Regions from separate parts of the Mus musculus genome. Here regions 2, 3, 4, 5 and 6 are each linked to region 1. A link is a contact called in public Hi-C, HiCAR-type and promoter capture Hi-C data. All regions are on one chromosome and are shown on one strand. Each heading gives the region's core, a stretch centred on a gene start, on an enhancer-like site or on the middle of the called end of the contact. The rest is flanking DNA. Distances are from core to core; before and after follow the strand shown.

The links. Promoter capture Hi-C pulls out the DNA fragments that hold promoters and counts their contacts. A called contact is a pair of places that touch in the nucleus more often than the background predicts. HiCAR-type assays count read pairs that join an accessible place to other places.
Region 2: a Hi-C map of CD8 T cells shows a contact between it and region 1, with 6 times the contacts expected there. The contact joins the promoter of Lsm6 here to the promoter of Smarca5 in region 1. A contact is called at or near these places in 2 of 39 promoter capture datasets (liver and pre-B cells), 2 of 484 Hi-C or Micro-C datasets (CD4 T cells and CD8 T cells) and 2 of 115 datasets of contacts at active chromatin or transcription factors (astrocytes and microglia).
Region 3: a contact with region 1 is called in a Hi-C map of bone marrow-derived macrophages, with 9 read pairs. The contact joins the enhancer-like site here to the promoter of Smarca5 in region 1. A contact is called at or near these places in 14 of 39 promoter capture datasets (the 3T3-L1 cell line, the C10 cell line, the HPC-7 cell line and 8 more), 65 of 484 Hi-C or Micro-C datasets (the AML12 cell line, the AtT-20 cell line, B cells and 37 more), 23 of 115 datasets of contacts at active chromatin or transcription factors (SST interneurons, acute myeloid leukemia, cardiomyocytes and 13 more) and 4 of 9 other capture datasets (adipose tissue, embryonic stem cells, liver and 1 more).
Region 4: a HiCAR-type map of astrocytes shows a contact between it and region 1, with 3 times the contacts expected there. The contact joins the promoter of Smad1 here to the promoter of Smarca5 in region 1. A contact is called at or near these places in 1 of 39 promoter capture datasets (hippocampal neurons), 1 of 484 Hi-C or Micro-C datasets (CD4 T cells) and 2 of 115 datasets of contacts at active chromatin or transcription factors (astrocytes and embryonic hindbrain).
Region 5: a Hi-C map of B cells shows a contact between it and region 1, with 6 read pairs. The contact joins the promoter of Il15 here to the promoter of Smarca5 in region 1. A contact is called at or near these places in 1 of 39 promoter capture datasets (pre-B cells) and 1 of 484 Hi-C or Micro-C datasets (B cells).
Region 6: a contact with region 1 is called in a promoter capture Hi-C map of pre-B cells. The contact joins the promoter of Otud4 here to the promoter of Smarca5 in region 1. A contact is called at or near these places in 17 of 39 promoter capture datasets (the 3T3-L1 cell line, the C10 cell line, the HPC-7 cell line and 11 more), 1 of 484 Hi-C or Micro-C datasets (B cells), 13 of 115 datasets of contacts at active chromatin or transcription factors (DN3 thymocytes, astrocytes, embryonic forebrain and 8 more) and 3 of 9 other capture datasets (adipose tissue, liver and macrophages).

What each region holds. Positions count from the first base shown.
Region 1 is chr8:80,738,054-80,740,753 of GRCm38.p6, reverse strand. Smarca5 (SWI/SNF related, matrix associated, actin dependent regulator of chromatin, subfamily a, member 5) reads left to right here and starts at 1,295. Exons shown (of 24, transcript NM_053124.2): 1 at 1,295-1,831. The coding sequence starts at 1,658.
Region 2 is chr8:78,819,704-78,822,403 of GRCm38.p6, reverse strand. Lsm6 (LSM6 homolog, U6 small nuclear RNA and mRNA degradation associated) reads left to right here and starts at 1,252. Exons shown (of 5, transcript NM_001191004.1): 1 at 1,252-1,356; 2 at 2,319-2,417.
Region 3 is chr8:79,679,441-79,682,140 of GRCm38.p6, reverse strand. It overlaps the pseudogene Tpd52-ps. Among named protein-coding and RNA genes, the nearest start is that of Abce1, 31 kb to the left of the region's middle. Within about 2 kb of position 1,275, at least 169 of the 459 cell types and tissues checked have an H3K27ac peak or open chromatin away from gene starts, as enhancers often do. A contact at or near this core is called in the AML12 cell line, CD8 T cells, the G1E-ER4 cell line and 17 more, where this site is marked.
Region 4 is chr8:79,398,004-79,400,759 of GRCm38.p6, reverse strand. It overlaps Smad1 (SMAD family member 1), which reads left to right and starts at 1,332. Exons shown (of 7, transcript NM_008539.4): 1 at 1,332-1,507. It overlaps Gm51578 (a long non-coding RNA gene), which reads left to right. Exons shown (of 3, transcript XR_003947567.1): 3 at 1-50.
Region 5 is chr8:82,401,186-82,403,989 of GRCm38.p6, reverse strand. Il15 (interleukin 15) reads left to right here and starts at 1,404. Exons shown (of 8, transcript NM_001254747.1): 1 at 1,404-1,690.
Region 6 is chr8:79,638,289-79,640,988 of GRCm38.p6, reverse strand. It overlaps Otud4 (OTU domain containing 4), which reads right to left and starts at 1,313. Exons shown (of 21, transcript NM_001256033.1): 1 at 925-1,313. The coding sequence starts at 1,083. Gm51579 reads left to right here and starts at 1,084. Exons shown (of 1, transcript XM_030243905.1): 1 at 1,084-2,700. The coding sequence starts at 1,127. The coding sequence ends at 1,636.

The DNA.
Region 1 (2,700 bases), core at 46-2,545:
AGTTATGAGCTGACATACGGGTGCTGGGAATTGAACCAGTGCTCTTAACCTTTGAACCATCTCTTCCAGCTCCTTATATCTATTAGTTTTTGGAGACACTTTTAGTGTCTTTTAGTCTAGGCTGGCCTAGTAGCCAAGGATGACCGTGCCTACACTTCTCTAAGTGCTGGGATTTGGGGTACGAGTCACGGCATCCAGATTAAATAGTGCTAGGACTCAAGCCCAGGATTTCATGTATGCTCCCCAACAACTCACCAAATGAGCTACAGTATGTTAAACGAGAGCGTTTTCAGGTTCTCCATTTTAGTTAACGATTATTCGACTGGTTAAAACATTTGAAATTATATATGAATATTATCTATTCCAAGAAGTTTGAAAGTAACTCTGGAAAAGACTTTTTATTCAACATAGGTGGGGACTAAATAATGGGATTAATTAAGATAAAGATCTTTTGTGCCTGGGAGTAGGTGGGGGATGAATGGAACAGTGTTTATATTCCGTAGGATTCAGTAGCCTCCATGACAGCCTAAGGCAGGATAAAGAAGCAACACGAATAACGAACACTTGTTTCCTCGGTGTAGCCCTGGCTGTCCTGGAACTCGCTCTGTAGACCAGGCTGGCCTCAACTCAAGAGATCCGCCTGTCTCTGCCTCTGTAGTGCTGGGATTAAAGGTGTGCGCCACCACGCCTGGTAAACACTTCTTGAGACAAATGTGTATTTGTTTCATGCGAAAACTCGCCATCATTTGTCTGCCTTTATCTGCTGCCATTCTAACAGGGCAGCGCGTCTTCTGTCTTAACTTGAACTTGACAAACGCCGAACTCTCTAAACGAAGCCGACTGACGGAGCGAACACGCAGACTTTTTAATTCTGAGGTGATTTTTCTTCTCAGGCGTCCAACGTCACTTAACGTCACGCCCGTGAGCGAAGGCGGCAGGACGACGAAGGCCAGCCCAGGCCTTTGCTCCTTGCCTAACAGTCGCGCCGTTCCCAAGAGGGAGCCCTAGCGCGGCGGAAGACAGCGAGCCGAGCCGTTACGGGAGCGCCGAAGACCCAGCTCGCGTCACTCGGAGGAGCGGAGGCGCAAAGCACCGCCGACGCGCTTCCTCGAGGCCCCGCCCACTCGGCTCCACAGCCCGCTAGAGGCCTGGAGGAGGCGGGGCCAAGGAGGAGCATGCGCACGCGCCCTCGCGAGCCGGCCTTCTAAGGGGGAACGAGCGATCTCGCGAGGGTTGAGAGCGGGTGGCGTAGGTAGCTGTCCTGGTTGGCTGGAGAAGAGAATCCACTCCCGGAGAGGAGAAGGCGCCGGGAGGCCTCTGAGAACCTTCCGTTTTCCTTTCCCTTTCCCTCGGCCCTCCGCCTCCTCAGAGTCAGCCCGCCTTCCCTGACCTCCGTGACCCCGCTGGCCCCGCCCACTCCCGTCGACGTGATTCCCGCCGTGAGGTAAACGCCTGTGGAGCAGAGTCCCGCGGAAGAGGACGGCGAGGCGAGCGGCGCGGCTGGGCCGGCTCGGGTCGGTGGCGGAGCCCTCGCGCGTGAGAGCTTCCGGGCAGGTCTCACTCCTCCGGCGGCCCGGACGCCCGTGTCGCGCAGGCCCAAGCCGCTTCCCTCGGCGCCGCGCCTGCCCGTGGCCGCGGCGGGTGACGCAGCCGGAACATGTCGTCCGCGGTGGAGCCTCCGCCGCCCCCGCCTCCCGAGAGCGCGCCTTCCAAGCCCTCGGCGGCGGGCGCCGGCGGGAGCAGCAGCGGCAACAAAGGCGGCCCCGAGGGCGGCGCGGCGCCCGCGGCTCCGTGTGCTGCGGGCTCGGGCCCCGCGGACACCGAGATGGAGGTGAGCGCGGCCGTGCGCGGGGAGGGAGGGAGGTGGATGCTCGGCCGGCGCGTCTCCTGCTCTTCACCTTTACCTTTTCCCCTCGGTGTAGCTAGCCTAGCCCGACCGCGGATCGCTCTTACGAAACACATGTTCCTGATTACTGGGGCCGAGGGGACCCGTTTCCTCCATTGCCAGGCTCCCCCAGAACTCGCTCAATTTCTCCCGATTTAGGTTTTAGTTTGCACTAAACTTTGAGGAAGGCGAGGGAGATGCCCCTCCGGAGTGGGATTCCCGGGGCGAGGGGCGACGTTTCCCAGCGTCGCAGCTGGGGACTTGCGCCTCCAGTGCCTCATCCCCGTGCTGGCGGGGGCGGCATCTGTCTGTTCTGGGCAGAGACAATGGCGAGAGCTGGAGGGCCGAGTGCGCAGTGGGGATAAGCGGGGCGCAGCTGCTTGTGTGCAACGAGGGGAAGCCCCTCCCGGGCCCTGCTCCACCGGGAGGGGAACGAGCGTGACAGCCGCAGCACCTGTCCTGGATCCCCATCCAATTACGGGTGTATGCATGGAGAACTGAATGAATGGGAGCCTCGGGGAAGGATGATGGGCTTCTAGCTCTGCGCATTGCTTCCTTTTGAAGCCATTCGGAGGATTCGCTGTTGAACCACCTTCTTGGGGCTCCAGTGGGCCAGATGATGGTGACAATACTGGAGGAAGCGGGGAGAGAGTGGAAAATGGGGGAGCTGCCAGGCAGGTCTCTTTGGACATGCTCCCAGGCATTGAGTTGCCTGGGAACAAAGTTACTGCTTCCAATTTTTATTCTTGGCCTTGGCCTTGTTTTGAGGTATTCTGTAGTTCCAGTCTGAAGGAAGACTCCTGGGAGTTTTAATC
Region 2 (2,700 bases), core at 3-2,502, 1.9 Mb after region 1:
CTCAAATAGCCCAGGCTGGTCTCAAACTCATTCTGTAGCTGAGGATGATCTTGAATTTCTGATTTTCCTGCACGCATGCCTGGGTGCTAGGATTACAGGTGTGAGCGCCACTATGCCACTACCGCTGTGGTGCCAGAGATGTTCATGCACACTAGATATGCTACCACTGTGCTAAATCCTCAGCCCCCAATTTGACCTATAAAGCAGTTTTTATTTTAGGGACAAGGCATAGCGTGCTCCTTCTTTGATTTAAATGTGACTTTACCTGTGTTCCTAATTTTATATTTCAAGAGCCTAAAATGCTGTTTGATCAATGTCTGTAATTATTTGGTCTTGACATCAACTGGAATTTTACAGACAGACAGAAGGATGTTCCTGTTCTTTTCCAAATTCCACCCAGTTGTTCACTGTCTGGGGTATCAACCAAAGGCAGGTAGATCACTGTCCAGGATATCAATCAAAGGCACGTAGAAAAGGAGGAATCCACTTTGTGTTTCAGAAAACAATTCTGCATCTTAGATCCTGTAACACTTATCAGGGTTATGTAGCTGTTGTTTGAAGGTATTATAACTTTGTTGAATGTTAAACAACAGAAACAGAATTAAAATTTAAAATATAAATATAAAATATAAGTTAAAATATAAAGAGATCGTGGGGGTAGAAGAAATTGTCTTCCTGTGACTTTTTTTCTTCCATAAATAAAAAGCATGCATTAAGAATTCATGAAGTATCCCTAACCAAGTTCCCATACACTACTTAAATAGTATCTGCATGCAGTTTCCAATTAAACTAATTTGTAACGTTTTCTAATTGATGCCGTTATAATTCAGAGTTGCTTGAATTATTTTTTTGTTTCAGCATTCCCATGGAAACAATCTCTTCATACATTTAATTTATATGCAGAAGTTAGTTTGAGGGTTTGAGGCTTTTAACTTGTATTTGTTTTAAATTATTTAAGGCTATTTCGGGGTGCTCAACAGCCATCGTTTTAACTGTAAGTTTCCGTTTCTTAATATTTTAAGGTTCTTTACTGTAAACACACACACACAAGATCACTTCTAGCTCTTGGTTGGTTGTTTTGCTTTCGTATTCTATTTTCTGGCAAAAGAGAGAATATCAGAATATCGGACCTTTACTTCAAGCCCTGGCTGGGTGCCGACGGTACCATTAAACAAACCCGGTCTTGGAAGCCAGCTCACTAACGCGTTCTGACTGTTTTTGATCCCCGCGGGTCGCCATAGGCAAGGAGGACGCTGATTGGGTGAGATGGGAAAGCCGCTGCCGGGGGCGGTTTCGGTTTTCGGCGCGCGCGTCCGCGGAAGCCCGGCCTGTGAGCGTTCTGGATCCGGCTGCAAGGTGAGCCCGCGGCCTGGGAGGAATGAATGGGTGCGGGCAGGCACTCCGGGTGGGAGCGGCTGGCGTAGGCCGCGGATGGTCCGGGCTGGCGGGGAGCGGCTCGAGCCGGGCCTGCGTCCCAGGAGATGCTCGCTGGTCTGGGCCACGCGGGCTCGCGGTGCCGGGCGCGCTCCCGTGGCGCGCGCGCTTCGCGCCGATTGGGGTGAGCGCCCAGGGTTACGGTGGCGCGCGACTTCGGCGCCCTCCTCCACCCGCGAGCCCTGCGCGACGGAAAGTAAATACAGACGAGCGGAGGAAATGGTCCTTGCTGACGGCCTCGGCACACCAACTCCCTTTCTCTTGTGTGGGCCTGTTTCTGTTTCAGCTAAGACCACCAAGTTTTTTAACCACACACCAGTATTTAGTTTTATACTTACATTAAAATGAGACAAGTTGTGATTTTAAAATTCATTGATCTCGTTTGGGCCCCCTGTTTTATTGTGTGGATCTCATAAATTATTCAGCTGTTTCCCAGGCTGACGTCTTTGGGTGTGAGTTTTTTGCTTCATTTTCGCATCCCGAACGATATCGTGATGCCTTAACTTCTATTCCTCAAATTTTCAATTACTAGCATAGATGGTTCTTGCACATTGCGAGACTGGTTTTTCTTAAAGTGTTAGTAATTTATTTGGCTCTTCAAAACCGTGAAAGGGCCTACTGTGGTTCTAAAGTAGCAAAGCACAGCCTCACTTTGGAATTACTATTGGGAGTTTGAACTTGCAGGCTGTGACTGTGTGTGTGTGTGTGAGAGAGAGAGAGAGAGAGAGAGAGAGAGAGAGAGAGAGATAGAGAGACAGACAGACAGACAGACAGACAGAGACAGACAGAGAGACAGACTGACTGACTGACTGCACATGTTAATCAGATGCTGGAACAGGAAGAGACAGCCAGTACCCATCTAGCCTAACTTCCTTATTTTGCAGATGAGCCTGGGGCCGTGACAGGTGAAATGGTGATGAGTTACGCAAGCTGCACAGATAATTAAGTAGCAGAGATTAGAACTCAGGTTTCCTGCCTCCCAAGTGAGTACCCCTAACGACTGCAGCAGCTCTTCTCTCACTGAAGGGTGGCCTACTAGATAATAGAACTTCTTTAAAGAAAGTTTTGTTTTGTTTTTAACTCCCTGGCTTATTTTCTACTTTTGGATTGAGGGACTGGAAAATAGAAAAGTTACATTTTTGTGTTCAGCACTAGAAATTTATTTATTTTTTTGAAGGTCAACCCTTTCAAGACTTTGACGATTGCTTCCAGCTTCCCCGTGTTGGGATCAGATACTTCTGATAAGTGCTACTGTTATCCCTCCCA
Region 3 (2,700 bases), core at 26-2,525, 1.1 Mb after region 1:
TTTCTAAAATACACATATGAAAATAATGTGAATACAGTCACCTTATGAGACAATGCTCCTACTAGACATGCCACCAAGTAAACCTCAAGTGCCAGGAAAACAATGTCTTGAGCTATTGGCCAAAGGGTTCCCATAAACTGGGCAGTGATGGTGCAGGTTTTCAATGCCAGCACTTGGGAGGCAGAGCTCTATGAATTCAAGGCCAGACTGGTCTACAGAGCAAGTTGAAGGGCAACCAAGGCTAAACAGAGAAACACTGTCTCAAAAAATAATCAAAAACCAAAGGGGTCCCCATATATACCCCTACCAAACATCACAGGCTATTGCTATTGGCTATTCTGTACATGAGGGAAAAAAGGGCTCTATTGCTGATAGCACCTGTAAAAGGAACATGCAGAAAGTGAGTTGGTGCCCAGCTATAAGCTTCACCCCTACTGACTAGTGTTCTGGGTGCTGGAAGGTACTCTGCATTACCATCAGAGAAGAGTAGCATCATCAGCTGCAAACCCAACAACCTCCAACAGGGACCACCTGTAAAGTGACTGGTACAGTAGGGGAACAAATGTTATGGGAGTAACCATTTGTTTTATTTGCGTGTGTATTCACACACATATGCCATTGCAGGAATTCCTTTCACCATGCAGATCCCAGGAATTGAACTCAGCTCAATTTAAGGCTCAGCAGCATATATTCTTTCTCTAAGCCATCTACCACATTTTGGTTACAGTTAAAGTCTACTCCATGAGGAATCCATACGTGGCACTGCAAAAGCAAAGAACTGAGAGTTGACAGATCATGAGACCTAGGGAGAAACTTGGTTATTCTACTAAAGGAAAAAAGCAGTAAAACAACTAATAACCTAATGCTACAGATCCCTGCGTTGCTCCACCCCTTGTGGGGCTTTTCCCAGTGGATAACTAGGGGACACTCCACAACTGGTCAATGTGCAGAGACTCTGGAGCACTCATTAGGTATTGACCCCTGCTGGGAAAGGGAAAGTGTCATCTCCAATACTGTGCCACTGGTCTATCAACCACATGCCAGGCAGGGACATTTTTGTGTTACTGCAGCTCTTAATTTTTTTCCGTTTTTGTTTGGAACAAGAATTTGGGTGAGTGGGGATATAGGGAGGACCTGCATTAAACTGGAAAGAATATTACCAAAATATATTGGATGAAAAATGAATTTGACCGACCGGCTCCCTGGAGGGCGGCGCCGACGCCCGGGGTGGGGACTGCGCGGGCGGCCGCGGGCGGAGCACAGAGAGGCGCGGAGGAGCGCGGCAGGTCGAGCGCCGGGAGCGAGGTGGCTCAGACATGGACCGCGGCGAGCAAGGTCTGCTGAAGACAGAGCCAGTGGCCGAGGAAGGAGAGGATGCTGTTACCATGCTCAGTGCTCCAGAGACGCTGACGGAAGAGGAGCAAGAGGAGCTGGGGCGGGAGCTTACTAAAGTGGAAGAAGAAATCCAGACTCTGTCCCAAGTATTGGCCGCAAAAGAGAAGCGTCTCGCTGAGCTCAAGCGGAAGCTTGGCATCTCCTCGCTTCAGGAGTTCAAGCAGAACATTGCCAAAGGGTGGCAAAGACGTGACGGCAACCAATGCATACAAGAAGACATCTGAAACTCTATCGCAAGCTGGACAGAAGGCCTCCGCTGCATTTTCATCGGTTGGCTCAGTTATCACCAAAAAGCTGGAAGACGTGAAAAACTCCCCAACTTTCAAGTCATTTGAAGAAAAAGTTGAAAATTTAAAGTCTAAAGTAGGAGGAGCCAAGCCTGCTGGCGGCGATTTTGGAGAAGTCCTGAATTCCACAGCCAACGCTACCAGTGCCATGACCACAAAGCCTCCTCCAGAACAGACAGCCCCAGAGCTGCCGACCTGTGTCCTGCTGCCCACTGCAGGTGCTGCCGGCGACAGCCAAGCACATCTTGACAACGCTCATGGCTGCGGATTTCCACCAGATGTGCTTTTATTTAGCTTTACTTATTTCTTTGACCAAATAGTTGATGAATGAAACAAAGTGAAATCACTTGACCTCCACTCCAGGGAAACACTGTTAGCATGCATGGAAGGCCCTTTGTATAGGAAACAGCATCATAGAGCCTCTGGTAGATCCCTGCAGGCAACTACTGTGTTTCTCCTTAAAATCACTGTACATCTGGATTCTAGTTTTATCTTTCTTTACTATCTACATGAATCATTGTTTTTGGGTCTCTGTACACTTAATCAATTTCTAACAAACTGTCCTTTTCTAAATTCTGGTTATTAAGTCTTGGAATTATTTCATTCCTTTCAAAGGAGAAACTACCAGCTACATTTTTTTTCTCGGATAAACAGTTCTATGAGGACCATATCTTGGGTTTCTAAAGACACCAGACTAAAGTAGACAGGTGTGTATGCAGTTCTACAGTTCTGTAAATTAAAAACATGCAGACACTCAAACTTCCAGTGGGGAGAGTGTGGGTCCTGCTCCTGCCTTGGTAACTGTCATTTGTAGCTACATCTATTTGAGCATATCAGTTATTTATTATACCATTCTCACACATTTTTTTTACAAGATTAAAATTTAATTTCAGGTAAATTGAGAGAATAACATTGTGAGTTAAGTATATGATATTACAGTAAGTTGGAATGTTCCCACATTCATCACTGATAATTCCAAAAGTCTAAAAATCTTTAGGTCTATACAGCTATAAAAATG
Region 4 (2,756 bases), core at 83-2,582, 1.3 Mb after region 1:
CTCCAACTGTTGCCCAAGGGACCAGAGAGCAACCAACTATGTCAAATGCTGCTTTTAAGGAAAATAAGATGAGATCCAAGAATTGACCAGTAAGTGCTCAAATAGTTTAATGAAGAAAGAAATTTAATTAGCAGGAATATTCTTATGTATAATTTATAAATGGCATTTTATGGGTTTATGGGATTTGTTGCATTTCCTTTGAATAATTAAATATGTAATGCAGATATAATACTTAAATAATTAATAAGAATTTTAAGTGGAGTGCTAAGCATGTAAAGGTACAGGAATAATTGGAGAGTGTCATTAATTTGTAGTGGCCTTTGGTATTTCTTTATATTGCGGGCAATGATTTTTTTCTTTTTTTGGTTTGTGGGGCATTTACTCCTAGAATAGTTCTTCTCTAAACATAACTCAACATTATGATAAGTGTTCAAGATTCCATGCCAACTTCCAGAAACTGACCAAGAAAAAAAGTTGATTGTTTCAAGAAGGTGTTTTTGGTGTCTGAACAGATCAGTAAGATGTGAGTTCCTTTGTGTGTGTGTGTGTATTTTTGTTTTGTGGGTTTTTTTGGGGGGGTGGGTGGGAATAGGGGCAAAACTGTTATCTAAAAGATTGCACCCAAATTTACAGTACTAAAAGGGTATTTCCCAGTCCAAAGCCAGTCTGGTCTGTAGAGAGAGATCTCATTTCCAGGCAAACAAGAAAGCAAGGAAGTTCAGTTGTAAAGTTCTTGTCCAGCATGCATAAGGCCATGGGTTCGATGATTCCCAGAACCTTATAAATAAAAATATGTGCAGCCCTGTAATCCCAGCACTGAGGATGTGGAGGCTGGAGGAAGAGAAGTTCAAGGCCTTTTCCCCTTCAAAGCGTGTTCGAGGTCATCCTGGGCTACGAGACCTTTTAACAAACATACAAATGGTTTCTGTCATTTGCCGCAGGAAGGGTACATACTGGAAATAAATGTATCTACCTAGTAGTTAACAGGTCAGCCAATTTGAGGCTCATGCTACATGAAGGGCCGGTAAATCACTGAGTCAGTGATTGCAGGGCCTTTAAAAATGCGTTTTTAGGACGACTGAGTGGGCTCGATGGTCGTGTTCGAGAACTTTTCAGAAAATAACACAGGCTTTGGAATTTGACTGGCAGCTAGGCAGGGACTAGAGTCAGAGGAAGGCGCGGGCCGGTAATTTGGAGAGGATCCCTAAGCGGCAGCGGGCGCGCGCGGTGCGCGTGTGAGCGAGGGCAAGCGGCAGGCGGGTTGTGCGCCGGGTATTGGCAGGCGGGCTGTGGAGGCTGGGCGGTTCCGACTGCCTGACGCCAGCGCGACCAGATCAATCCAGGCTCGGGGAGCGAGCGGGCGCACCAAGGCGAGGCCGGGGCCGAGGCGCGGGGACGGCGGCCCGGAGCTAAGCAGAGCGCGGGGACGGCGGCCGGGAGCGGATCGGAGCACGGGACCCGGCGCCGGGTCTCGTGCGTCCCTGCGGATGGGCGCGCCGCCGAGCCGGTAAAGCCGAGCGTACCCGAGCCGACTCGAGACAGACTTGTCCTGTGCCGCGCGGGGCGCACCGGGACAGGGACCAGCTCCAGGGGGGGATCCTGGGCGGGCTCCGGGGGGCATCCCGGGCGGGCTCCGGGGGAGGATCGGGGACAGGCTCCGAGGGGATTCTGGGCGGGCTCTGGGGTCGATCTGGGACGGGCTCCGGGGAGGATCCGGGAGGACTCGGGGGACCCGCGCTGAAGGAAATCTGGGACGAGCTCCGGGACGCAGTCCCCCCCCCCCCCCATGATGGCGCCTCGCGGCCGCGAACCTGCCGCCAGACCTCCCTGCCTCCCCGCGTCTTTGTCGGGCGTGTCCAGTTCTCCGGGGACCCCCGTTCCGCATCGGGCCGCAGCCCCATTGTGTCCCCGCCCCGGCCTGCGGACCCTCGCGGGGACAGCGCTGCGCTCAGCTCGGGTCTCCCTGGATGGACGCGCGCACCCCTGTGGGTCCCCACACAGCCTGATTTGGGGATCGGGGTTAAGGAAAGTTCGTAGCGTAGTTCCCTCTGATTTATTCAAAGGTCTGGCGGCCTCGCGTCTCCCCCCCCCCCCCCCCGCCCCCTTCCGCCTACACCCCCTGCGTCGCCCAGTGTCGCCTCATTCCTTTCCCTTTACCGGATTCGATTGCCTCACTGCGCGTTCCGAGCGCCGAGAACAACTGTTCTCGTCCAGACCGTCTTTGTTAGTGTTTCTGTCGCGGGGTGGGGGCGGTGGGCGTGAGAGCGCGGGCCTGTGCAGCCGCTTTGCGGACTGCGTGCGAAGGCTGCGGGGCCAGCGTCTCCCCGAGGTGCTCGGAGGAGCCAGGAGGGACCATCACCGGCTACATCCAGACAGTATGGTAGTCGCGGCTTTTGTTTATTCGGAGGCACATGTAGTTTTTCTAAATGCACGGTACAAAGTAATCCAGCCAAGAGCTTTCCATCTGAAAATCGCCGCCTATGCCACAGCCATCTAAGAGAGCATCGTTGTAGAATGCTTGTTGTCAACCCCTGGCCTCTTCCCCCTCTCTTGGGTTCCTGGGTGACATCTGAAGTTTTCAAAGCACGGACTGAAAGGAGTTGCTTGGTTTATGTAATGCCTTCCTGTTTTTGGAGCAGATTCACAGCATGCCCTTCACAGCATCAATCTCTCTCTAAGGGCCTGTGGTGGATAATGTGCCCACACCTCAGCACAATGAGAAAACTGTTCCCTGGCCAGGTTCATTTTTCATCGTG
Region 5 (2,804 bases), core at 155-2,654, 1.7 Mb before region 1:
TGAACTGCTGAGCAATCTCTCCAGTCAGATTTTTATGTTTCTTTAAATATAATTTATAATGGTAGTAAAATTTTAAATGGTTGTAAAATACACATTTTCACGATTTTTATTATAAGTAAATTTTGGTGTGATTGTTACCAAAACATGCATTATTGTTTCAAATATAAACCTTGAAGGGATACAAGATAAGTGTGTGAGAACAAACTTCCCATTACAATGATTTTATGTGGAATGCCACACACAGTTAATAATTAGTCGTTCAAATATTCTAGTTTTTACCATTTTTTAATGTAATACACAAAAACACAGAACATAGTTGTGTTTAACTAGGTGCCAAGGGCCTCATCGTTTTCTCCTGGCTTTCTCAAAAGCTTTGGGAACCGCAAGCCACTGAGTCTTTTCAATGATTCATCTGAATGCCAAAGCTGGGACCCCGGGCTCTCGGACTGTCTGGAATAGACACACAGTTGACATGGTTAACTCCTCCTCACTATAATCACTCCTAATTTCCAACTTAAAGATGCTGCCTTACCCACGCCTTGTTTCCCATCAAAAGACATGTGCAATGTTTTACATTCAGCTACAAATTAGGTTGGAAAAATGACCCAAGAGGGGTCAATTTAGTGGAAGTTTACTGTTCCCAAACAGGCCCCTCCTAGCAAGAGTTCAGAAAGAAACTTCCCTCTTCCAGACTCTGCAGCAGGTCAAGGGTTGTTTTGGAGGACCGCCCATTCCAGACCCAAGGTCCTTTTCCGTTTCCTCCCGGTACAGTCTCTGTCCAGATCTCCTCCGGGCTTCTATGGGGAAGCCAAACTGCCTCCCTGCAAGGCCAGTTGCTGTAGATGCAAGCAACCTGTGAACTCAGGCCAACTCCTTGAAACTTCACAGAGGCAAAGGCATTCCAGGACACACAGAGGCTGTGGCCAACTGCCCAGGGGGAGGAGACTGCTCTCTGCTCTCAGTTGCCCTTCAGGTTCTGCGCCCTGGGGACCTGGCAGTGGCAGAATCATGTGGGCACCTGGTAAGGTGGCCGGGACCATGTGTTCCTCCCGCAACCTCCCCAGGGTGTTGATCTCCGCCTCAGCTTGGGCTCTTTCTCTTTCACTTTTCTGTTAGCTGGGGTTGGGACTCCCCGGCTGGAAAGCACTGGGGGAAACCGGGGAAACCCCAGCTGATTCGCTCCTTGTGCCTTGATTGCTCCCGCTGGCTGCTGCCCTGCATCCTGCACCCTTCAACCAGAACCCGATGGAGGTACAGAATGGGAGGTGGTAGTGCTGGTGGTGGTGGATCAACAATGGAATTTTTTTTTTTTCCGAAAGCCTACGCCCCGGGCCCCTCCCAGCTCTGGCTCTGCTCAGGCACCCTTTTCCCCTCCAGCTGCCGGCCAGGCCGCCCCGCCCTCTTTCTTGACCAAGACTTCAATACTCAGTGGCACTGTATTCCCCTTCTGTCCAGCCACTCTTCCCCAGAGTTCTCTTCTTCATCCTCCCCCTTGCAGAGTAGGGCAGCTTGCAGGTCCTCCTGCAAGTCTCTCCCAATTCTCTGCGCCCAAAAGACTTGCAGTGCATCTCCTTACGCGCTGCAGGGACCTTGCCAGGGCAGGACTGCCCCCGCCCAGTTGCAGAGTTGGACGAAGACGGGATCCTGCTGTGTTTGGAAGGCTGAGTTCCACATCTAACAGCTCAGAGAGGTCAGGAAAGGTACTAACTCGGCTCTGCTTGCCACATTCTTTCAAACTTCTGGCCCCGGCGAATGGATGGCTGCTATGGACTTTCTTTCTTTCTTTCTCTCTCTCTCTCCTCTCTCCCTTTGCAAAAATTACTCACCTTTTCCTTGTTGAAGATGCGTTTTCTAGGGAAATAAATGTGCAGGAATGGCCATAGGTCTGGGTCTGTATTAGCAACAGCTTAGCTCAAGGCTTAATCAAAGCAGTTGTCTGTATGAAATACCAGATTGAAGGGAAGCAACGGGGAAGATTGTCCTGAAATAAAATCCTCACTCAAGCGGGCTTTAGATGAAAACCCAGCTAACTTTTTCAAGTGGGTTGGAGAGTGCAAAGTTGCAAGAAAGGGAAGCTCAAAAGAATGTCTATAGCCCCTCCCCCCTGCATTTAATATTATGTTAATGCCCAAACAATGTTAATGATCCAGGTTCCAGACAGAACCAGGCAGCGTCCTGACAGGTTTCAGACAGAACCAGAGACAGAGTCCCGCAGAAGCTGAAATGGAAATGAGGTGATTGGCAGCAGCTACTTTCCACTGGTGATTTTAAATTGATTTCTGATACTCTCATTGGTGGCGCCAGGGAGGCCCCATTGACCTGCCAGGACTCTCCAGTCTGAGCCGGTAAATAAACAGATTACTACGATTGCTGCCTCAAGTTAGATCCTTATCAACATTGAATGCTCACTAAAATTTAAAGGATTTCTTAAAGGAAGTTTAGAGGGATTGATAAGAAAGAAGCGACTCAAGAGGGAACATCAATATTAATAAAGGAGTAGAGACAAAACTATAGTTATTTTAGGCTTTTAGAATAAAAAAACAACAACAACAACAACAACAAACTCCGGAGTTTTACTTAAAATGTGGAAGGGTCAGAAATTGCTTCAGGCTTGTTATAAATGTGTCTGCTTCTCCTCTGATCTTTATGCTTCCCCTTTTCCCTTCTGGGAGTTTGCAGTCCCATTCTCACTCTAATGGCTCCTCTTGCCTTGTGATCTGTTTTGCAACATGATAGGGGGTCAGGTTTTCCCTAGTTCAGATCCCTGACAGGTTTCTAGTAGTTTAGATATTACTGCTGGCTGC
Region 6 (2,700 bases), core at 64-2,563, 1.1 Mb after region 1:
CTAGTTAGCTCACAAAAGGGGGCGGGCGGGAGGGGACAAAACCATAAAAACTCCAGATTAAGCCAAAGGAAAGCAAACTGTAAATGGTATGAAATACAAACTGGAGCAGTAATGTGAAACTTTTTTAATCCAACTACTTTAGCAGCTAGTCTTCAAATATAGGATGGGTTTTGGTGACCCCACACCTACATCTGATTACATAACATGGGGAAAAGGGCTCGCTCTCAAAAAAGAAAAGCCTTGAGTATTCTTCCCTGGAACTCGTCCCACTCCTGAGTTCTAACTCACTTCTCTTTGGTAAAATGTTCGATCTGTACTGGGAATAATTTTTGACCAATAAGGAAAACAAAACAAAAAACGGAAACAAAAAAAAAAACCCGACATGTGCCTATACTGAAAATCCATCCTATTACTTAAAGGCCTTTAGAAGAGTAAATTCTTGCCTGATTCCAACATAGTATAGTATGGGACCTACTCAAGATTAAGTCACTGGGAAGACCCTATACAGGAAGACTGCTTTCCTTAAACAGCAAAGTTGGCCGCCTGTTTCGAGTGACACCGGTGAGACCGACTACCCCGCATTCCAAAGTCCAGCAACAGGAAAAAAAAAATGTGAAGCAGTCACACTGAGTGCCGCACCTCCTCCAGTAAACATGAGGTTAACTAGTGGGAACACTCGGCTGCTAAAAACTGAGCGCAGGTGAACGCGGAACACAACTCAAAAACAGCATGTCGCTGGGTCCCTGGCGGTCAGGCTGCGAGCAGGCCGCCCGAGATGTCCTCACTCGGTCCCGTGCCGGCGTTACAATGGGCCGCTGTGACGACAGCGAGCCACGCGCAGCCCCGCCGTGGGCGGCCAGGCAGCTGCGGGCGGCATGTCGCACCCAGCCCCGCGCCCGCCCGGCTCCGGCCCGGGTCCTTTACCTGCTCGGCCACAGCCCGGAACAAGCACGACCCGTCCTTGGCGACCAATTTCCGATACAAGCCCAGTTTGCGCAGATAGGCGTCCATGGGCGTCTCATCCTCCAGCGGCCCCACGCCGCCCTGGTCCACGCCGTCGGGCGCGCCGACGGCTGCCTCCATGTTGCCGGTCCGCTGCAGCGTGCGCGGGGCGAACTAGCCCCACATGGCCGCGCCGCCGGCTGCTCGACGCCCGGGCCTGGGGCAGGCTGCGGCTCGGGCTCCGGCTCCGACGCGGACACGGCGAGCGGCGGCAGGAAGAGGCGGTGGCGGCAGCGGCCCGAGGCGGTGGCCGGCGCTCTCCCGGAGCATAGGTGAGCCCAGCCTAGTGCATGGCCATCCGCACGCGGCCGCCTCCGCGGAGGGACACGCGCCCGCGGGCAGCCCGGGGGTCGCCGCCCCCACAAGTTTCCGGGTCTCGACCGGTGTGAGGCGAGAAAAGCCCCGGCGGCGCGCCCGGCTGAGATTAAGCGAGGCCTGCGTCTCCCGCACGCACCCCACGCCGAGAACCGAGGAAACGCGGAGAGAAAGCCACGGCCGCTCGTCTCCCCACCTCGCCGGAGGGCGCCTGAGGGGCGGGGAGCGGGAAGGGGCGCCGGGCGGAGGGCAGCAACCTCGCAGCCTAGAATTTGTTTTCGCTTTCAGCCCTCGGCGCAGCGGACGACGGGAGTTGTAGTTTAAGCCGCGGCAGGAAGTCCTCGTGCAGAGGGCGGGGACGCCTGGGTCGGCCTACCCGGAGGGGAGGTGCCCCACGGGCTCGCGGACTACAAATCCCTACAATGCTAGCGGTGCCGAACCTAGAACTGCCTTCGCGCTTCCCAGGCCGCGTCCGCGAGCAGGCCCGAGGGTGTCTGTCGCTTACGCCGCTGACCTGCGCGCGCTGCCCCGCCCTCCCGGCGAGCCTCCCGCCCTGAGCGCCGTGGGGCGGCGGAAAGCGCGCGAGCGCAGCTTGCGTGCAGTTGCTAGGGGCTCAGTGGCGGTGCCGCCGGCCCTTTGTGTAGTTCCAGAGGACGCACCTGTCCGCACCCCACTCAGGGCCTCCCCTCCTAGCGTTTTCTTAGGGGTGGCTAAACGCTTAGAGCAGAAAACCGGGCACCTCACCCGAGGCCCTTGGAGCCGCCAGCCTAAGCCATTTTGACCCTCAATGAAGCGTTGACAGTTGATTGAAATTGGGACAGCTCACACTCTGACAAGATCTGGCTTTGCCAAGGGCATGCCTGCTCATTCTGTCACAGCAGCTGCGCTCTGCCACACAAAGAGCTGTCCCTGTTAGAAGAAATTACTTCTTTTTTTTTTTTTTTTTTTTTTTTTTAATTCGGTGATAACGCTACGGGGAATCCGACCTGAGCAGTCCAATTGGGTTTGCGAATCCGGAACTTAACCTCTTGGGACGTCAGAATTTTATTTTACTAGCATACAATAGCATCTCGTATCATTTAAATTTATTAGAACTTCGGTCTTGACGTTGTGTTGGAAAAAGAAAAGTGGTAAATTACCTTAGGTTTAAAGGTGTAGGCATTCTTGGGAATGGTGCCAAGACATGCCAGGTGGTAGGATTGCAACACGTTACTTAAAATGTAAGCTATTAATATTTAAATATTCCTATAAATGTGCTATTTTTAGAAAATATATCGCAAGCTAAATAATTTTTTTTTTAAAAATCCTTGACCCAAATTTAAAATGTTTACTTGTACAGGGGAAACACTTTGAGAAATCCAGGGTTTTGTTTTTTGTTTGACT